Linked DNA regions of Sus scrofa: region 1 is linked to region 2. The links are chromatin contacts, called in public Hi-C maps. All regions are on one chromosome and are shown on one strand. Each heading gives the region's core, a stretch centred on a gene start, on an enhancer-like site or on the middle of the called end of the contact. The rest is flanking DNA. Distances are from core to core; before and after follow the strand shown. Region 1 holds the start of CHRM1 (cholinergic receptor muscarinic 1). Region 2 holds the start of SLC22A8 (solute carrier family 22 member 8).

Region 1 (3,205 bases), core at 680-3,179, 76 kb before region 2:
GCTGATCACCTGGGGACAGGACACCGACCGCCTGCAGGAGAGAGTCTGACTCCTTCCGGCCCCTTGGGCCGGAGGCCCCGGGTCAGTCTGGATGGCGCTGCAGGTACATTTTGCAGGCAGAGGGGAACCCCCTCCTGCTGGCACTGATCACCATCAAGTTATCATGTCTGAGTGACCCCATGAAAGCTGCCCAACCCCTCCCCAGCTGCCAGCTCAGGAGCTGGCAACTCGGCAAGAATCAGCTCCTGGCCTCCAGCCCATCCCCACATTGTGGAGTCTGGGGGGGGGTCCTGGGATGGGCACTTGGCATGGGTGCCCATCAGTATCCATGCATTACCTGGTCATGGGACTGAGACCTGTCCTGCGGGAGCCCAAGGTACTCTGGACATGGGAAGGCCCCTCTGGGCCCCTGTACTCATCAGGACCACATTCCCTGGCCAGCATGGTCGTCCGTGTGTCCACGACCCTCTGAGAGCCCTGGAGCTCTTGGCCTGGTCTCCTGCTGGCTCCTGGCCCAGCACCCACCTTGGCATCCGGCTTGTCCATCTGGCCAGCCGCCTGGCTCAGTCCATCTTGGAGGGTCTGGAGGTGGATGGGGCTGGTGGAATTCAGGGTTCCCTGAGGGAGGAGAGGAGGAGGTTTTGGGACTGGCACCCCAATTAGGGGTGGTGGTGAAACTCCCAGAGGATCCTGGTGGCACTGGCTATCCTTTGCCCCCCCCCGCCGTTAGTGGGATTTGGGGGCTCTGCCTGCTACATGGCAGCCTCACCCCTTCTTGGCTCCAGGTGCAGTTTCCTAAGGGGGTCTCCATCTCCTTTGCCAGCTGAACCCCAGAAAAATATTAGGTGTATCTGCTCAAAGCCAGGAGACGGGGTATTTGGAGCAGCCAGTGTCCAATGCTACAGAGCCCCCTTGGTCTCTAGACCGCCCCCCCGCCCCCTCCTCTCTCTGGGGTCCATCCCCATTTCCTTCTAGTCCAGGTCCCTGTCTAGCTCTCAGGATCCTGCTTCTCCTGCTCCCACCTCGGTGGAGCCCCTCCCAGTTCCTCCCAGGGATACTCACCATGGGGCTGGAGAGGGGTCTGGAGGGTCGGCAGCCCCACTGCCTCTCCGGGGCTGATGGCGTCTCCAGGGACCCAAACACCTGGCTCCTGGGGGGAGCTGCGCCCTGTGCTGGCAGCCGGAGAGGCACAGCCAGTGATTGGCATGTCCCACCCCTGGCACGCCAGCCTGGGGGTGGGGGGGAGGGAGGAAGAGAAAGAGAGGGAGGGAGGAAAGAGAGGAAAGGAAGGGAGGGGGAGCTGGAGGGAAGCCTCAGGCAATGTCCGAGGTTGGACCGGGTCCTGGAGCTTGCCCTCCTCCTCCACCAGGGCACCCCATTTGCGCCCTGAGAGAGAGGGGGTAGGACATGAGAAAGATGAGCCCAGGAAGGCTAAAAGTCCAGAACGGGAGAGAAGGCGGATACAGGGAGACAAACACCCACACCCAATGCACACAGACTCAGCGGCACACACACACACACACACACACACACACACACACACACACAGGCACACTGTTTCCCGGGGCTCCTTCCCCCACCCAACCTTAGAGCCCCCAGCCCGTGAGCACCATGCCCTGCCACACACGCACTCCCCGGCATTCACATGCCTGTTTTTTCCCTCGCACACACGCCCTGCCCCCTGCACATGCCCACGCGCCCACCCACCCAACCCCACACCCTGCTCTTCCTCTCTGCTGGGAAGGAGCTCGATTTCTTCTGTTTGGAAATGACACATTGGGCCTCACGTGAGAGGCTCCAACTTGGAACAGACCCAGAGGGCTGGCGCACCCACCCCGGGGCTGAGCAGACGAGCCCCGCGTGCTGGGCTGTGCGCTGTCTTCTGTTCCTGCTGCACAGCCTGGTCGGTGCCTGGTTTGCGGGGATGAGTGGGGGGCTGTGTGCCTGCTCCACGCATTGCTGAGCGTCCCGCACACGTGTGTCCCTGAGTACGCATATCACCGTGCAGCCTGTAGATGCAGGTGTCGCCCTGTCGGTCTGGAGCCAGGACGCGTGTATCTGTATTCGCTGTGTGTCTAAGTGTTGCCCAATCGTGGAACTTGCTAATTCTGACAAGTGAGGCAAGCCTCTACCTCCCTGCCTGTTCCACCCCCAGCTTCCACTTGGAAGACAGACAGACAGGCAGACAGACAGCTCTCCTCCCAGCTTGTCAAATTCTGTCTCTCCTGACTCCCACTCAGGGCGCACAGGTGTGCACCTGGGAAGTGCCAAGCCTGCTCTTCCTCCCCACCTCCCTTAGCCCAGCTGCTTGGCCAGCATCCTACTCCCCCAGGCCGGTTTGAATTTCTGTGTCCTCAGAGACAGAACCCCGGGGGGCCTTTTGCCTTAGAGACCTGAGTCCTGCACCGCCCTCACCTGGCCCTAGAGACCTCCTGGGGAGCTGGCCACAGAGGGCAGAGATGGGGAGGCCACTGCTGGGCTGCTGGGTCCTTTGCTAAAGTCCTAGGGTGGAAGGTAGGCAGAACCAGGACCATCTATGAATCCACACTATATAGATGAGAAAACCCAGGAGCAGAGGGATGCTTAAAATGTGCTGGGCAAGTGGTTGGACTCAGGTCCCGTGGCTCTAAGCCCATGGCTCTGGAATGGGGCAGGGGGTTGGAACCAGCCCCACCACTCGCTCCTCGCTCCTCTTCCCTGGGAACACCCCTTTTCAATCCTAATGCCTGAGGGCAACCTGGGCTTCCTCAGGCTGGAGCCCAGGTGCTGATGGAGCCAGGTGGAGCAGAAACTGGAGTCCCTGGGGCGTGGCCAGCAGCCATCATGCCGCTGGTGGGCACACGTGGCAGGTACATGTGGGGGCATCTCTGCTTCAGGAAGCCAGCAGAGGCTAGAGCAAGCACCCACTCCACCTCCCCACTGAAGTCCAGGACATCCTGCCGCTTGGAGAGGAATCTGAGCAACCCCTCCCGGGCTGGGGTCGATAAGCGGGTCAGAACTCGACCAGTCCCTGCCCGTGGGCACGGACTCTGGCTGCCCCCTGCTGGGCTGTGCTCGGTTTGCGGCGTGCGGCTTGTGCGCGCGGTGCGGCTGCGTGTACTTGTGCGCGTACACGTGGCTGAGTGTGGGGGTGTTAGGTCTCCACGCTCAACATCCATTTCCGAGTCTGAATCAGGCTCTCTCTTTAACCCCCTCCCCCCAGGCT
Region 2 (3,127 bases), core at 140-2,639:
CCCTGGCTTCCGCTCACCACTCAGACGCCACCTCCTCCAGGAAGCCTCCCTGGAATCCCATGGCTCCTCCCTCTTTTGTCCTACCATAAATGCTTGACCCCGGTGCCCCACATGGGCTTTCGCTTTAAATTCCAGCCTCCAAACTGACAGCTGGGTGGTACTGGACCATCCCTTCCCTTCTCTGAGTCTTAGTTTTTTTTTTTTTTTTTGGTGATCTGTAAAAGGAGATCAAATCACCTTCAACAGGATATCATTGTGGGGATCAAACTGCGGGAGACAAGGTCGGCCAAACTCCAAGGTGTGCCTGGCCATTTGTGGGTCCTCAATAAATGTCAGTTCCCGTTTTCCTCTTTTCATCTGACCCCAGCGAGGTCTCCAGATCATTCAGGAACCTGCTTTAACTCTGTAACTCCTGGCAGGTCAAAGGATTAGCAAACAAAGGAGCCCGGGAATGAGGGGGCGGTGAACACAGGAGTGGCTCGGGAAGAGATGTTTCTGGATCTGCTTCGGCATGTCCCAACACTCCCCTCTGTCTGTGCACCCTCCCACCTTGAGGCCTTTGCGCAAGATGGAATTTCCCTCCTCTCCTCCGCTGCCTGGACAACACTTACTGGACCTTCCTATCTCAGCCCAGGGTCACTTCTTTAAGGAGGCTTCCCACCCCGCCCCTGCCCACAGCTCAGGGGTGACCTGTGAGTCCAAGGCCCCAGCCCTCAGTACTTGGAAGTTGTAATTTGACACGTCTTAGTGTGGTACTCTCACTAATTGATGTGACCCCCGCTGGGCTGTGGACCCCATGGGGACAGGAGTGGAACATTTTTGTAACCCCGGAGCTTGGCACTGCACCTGCCATAGAATGGGCTGTTTGTGGGGAAAAGGTTGTACCCTGAACGTGAAGGAAGGAACCTTTTGGGTGGAAGCCCCTCGTCCTTCCTCTTTGCCTGCCCCGCGCCCTGTCCCCGGTCCTAGGGATACCAGCCCCCCAGCCTGGTCGCCTGTCCACGCGTGGGGGAGCTCGCGGGAAGCGCAGGGAGGGGTGGCCTCCGGGCGTACCTCAGTCACAATGGAATCCCTGTCGACGATGTTGTAGATCCAGCCATCGAGGCAGGGCTCGGTGGCCCCCCGGGTGTCATTGGGCAGGCTGGCGTTGGGCGGATATACGAAACGGAGGCACGTCTCGGGCTTCCCGTTCAGACCCGTGGGGAGCACCCAGGGCCCTGCGGAGGCGTTGGGTGGCGGGCGACAGTGGTGGGCGGGGGTGGGCGCTGTGAAGATCTGTAGCAGGTTGTGGTTGGCCATGCCGAGGATCGGGAGGCCTAGCAGGACCGTGTGTAGGAGCTGGAAGGGCCCCTTGCTGCCCACGCGGTCCACGAGCTCGGCGAAGGTCATGGTGCCGGGCAAGATGAGCCAGAGCTGCGGGCGGGGCACCAGGCCGGGGAGACGGGGGGCAGGTGGATGGGGGTGGAGGCACAAGGGGGAGGGTGTGCCCAGGTGTGTGTGTGAGCTCGAGGGTCTGTATGAAGGTGTGAGGATGGGGGCTTCAGCTGTGCGTACCTGCAGATTTATGGCAGGAGGATGCACCCGACGGCCTGTACAGAAGTGGGGTCATAGGTGTGGTGTGTGGCCAGGTGTGTGTCCAGAGGGGTGTCTGGGGGGATGTGCGCTTTTAGCCTGGAGTGTAGGGGCCCGGCTGCGTGAGCTCGGGCGTGTGGCTGTATGTGTGCGAGCGGGGACTTGTGGGTGCGCAGATATATGTGTTCAGCCAGGCTGATCACACACAGGCTGCAGGCATGGGGTCGTGCAGACCACACAGCTGGGACCAAGGGACCCTATCTTGGAAGTCTCCCCAAGCCTGTGCTGGCTTTTGGCTGTCCCCTGGGGCAGCAGAAATGCCCCAAGTAGGTTCCGGAGGGCATAAGAGACTTGGCCAGCTGCGCTGTGGAAGCAGGGTCTGGCCTTGGGGTCTTCCCAGGGGTCCCTGGGGACTGGGGCTGGGGGGGCTGTGTCCTTTCTCACCTGGTGGCTGGGCCTGGCTGCCTCCGGTGGGGCTGGTGGTCGATGTGGCTGGAACCCTTGCTCAAGTCCCAGGGTCCGGCAGCTGCTCTAGTTTGGCAGCTCAGCTCCAACAAGCTGTGTTTGTGCCTTCCCCAGGAGGGCTTATATAAGGAATAAGCTGTTTCCCGGGCTAATGTTTGACTTTCTTTGGGGATTAATGACACCGGCAGGGAAATTGCTGTGGACCCACTAAGCCCAGCTTTCCTCAAAGGGCTGCCTCAGCAAAGGCTGGGGTGGGGGGACAGAGGGCTAGGGGCTCTGGGCAGGCGTCTGGGGCGGGGGCAGGGGGGCTGGTTTGAGTCCTGAGGGCCCAGGATCCTCTCTGAGCTGCAAATAGCTGGTGACTGCTGCCCATGAGCGGGCAAGACCCACCCCAGGGCACCAACTCCCCTGCCTGGTGCCTCTTGTCTCCTGGGAAATGTCACCTGCAACTGTTCCTGAGGGCTCGGGGCTGTCCCCTGCTGGTCCCTGGGGCAGCCAGGGCTCCCTTATCTGAGTCTCGGACCCAAGGGAATACCTCCTTCCATCTCCACACTCAATGGACCATTTTTTTGTCTCATCAGCTGCTTCCCTTTAAAGACAAATCGCCATATGATATCACCTATATCTGGATTCTGATATATGGCGCAAATGAACCTTTCCTCAGAAAAGAAAATCATGGACTCGGAGAACAGACTTCAGGGGTTGCCAAGGGGGAGGGGGAAGGAGTGGGAGTTTGAGGTCGATAGATGCAAACTATTGCCTTTGGAGTGGATAAGCAATGGGATCCTGCTGTATAGCCCTGGGAACTATGTCTGGTCACTTGTGATGCGGCATGATAATGTGAGAAAAAAGAATGCATCCATGTATGTGCGACGGGGTCTGTATGTAGCAGAAAATTGACAGAACGCTGTAAATCAGCTATAATGAAAAAAATAAAAATCACTATAAAAATTGAAAAAGATAAAGACAAATCACAGTTCCTGTGGTTCTACTTTTTTCTTTAGTCTTATTTTAATTATATAATAAAGTGTTTCTTGCATAAAATATAGGAAATGCAAACAAGCCAAACAAAACAAGGCGGCCAGTCTCA

What was found. A called contact is a pair of places that touch in the nucleus more often than the background predicts.
Region 1: a contact with region 2 is called in a Hi-C map of epiblast stem cells, with 2.4 times the contacts expected there. The contact joins the promoter of CHRM1 here to the promoter of SLC22A8 in region 2. A contact is called at or near these places in 2 of 47 Hi-C or Micro-C datasets (brain and epiblast stem cells).

What each region holds. Positions count from the first base shown.
Region 1 is chr2:8,857,489-8,860,693 of Sscrofa11.1, reverse strand. It overlaps CHRM1 (cholinergic receptor muscarinic 1), which reads right to left and starts at 1,929. Exons shown (of 5, transcript NM_214034.1): 1 at 1,835-1,929; 2 at 1,063-1,229; 3 at 526-618.
Region 2 is chr2:8,781,046-8,784,172 of Sscrofa11.1, reverse strand. It overlaps SLC22A8 (solute carrier family 22 member 8), which reads right to left and starts at 1,389. Exons shown (of 10, transcript NM_214455.1): 1 at 1,054-1,389. The coding sequence starts at 1,389.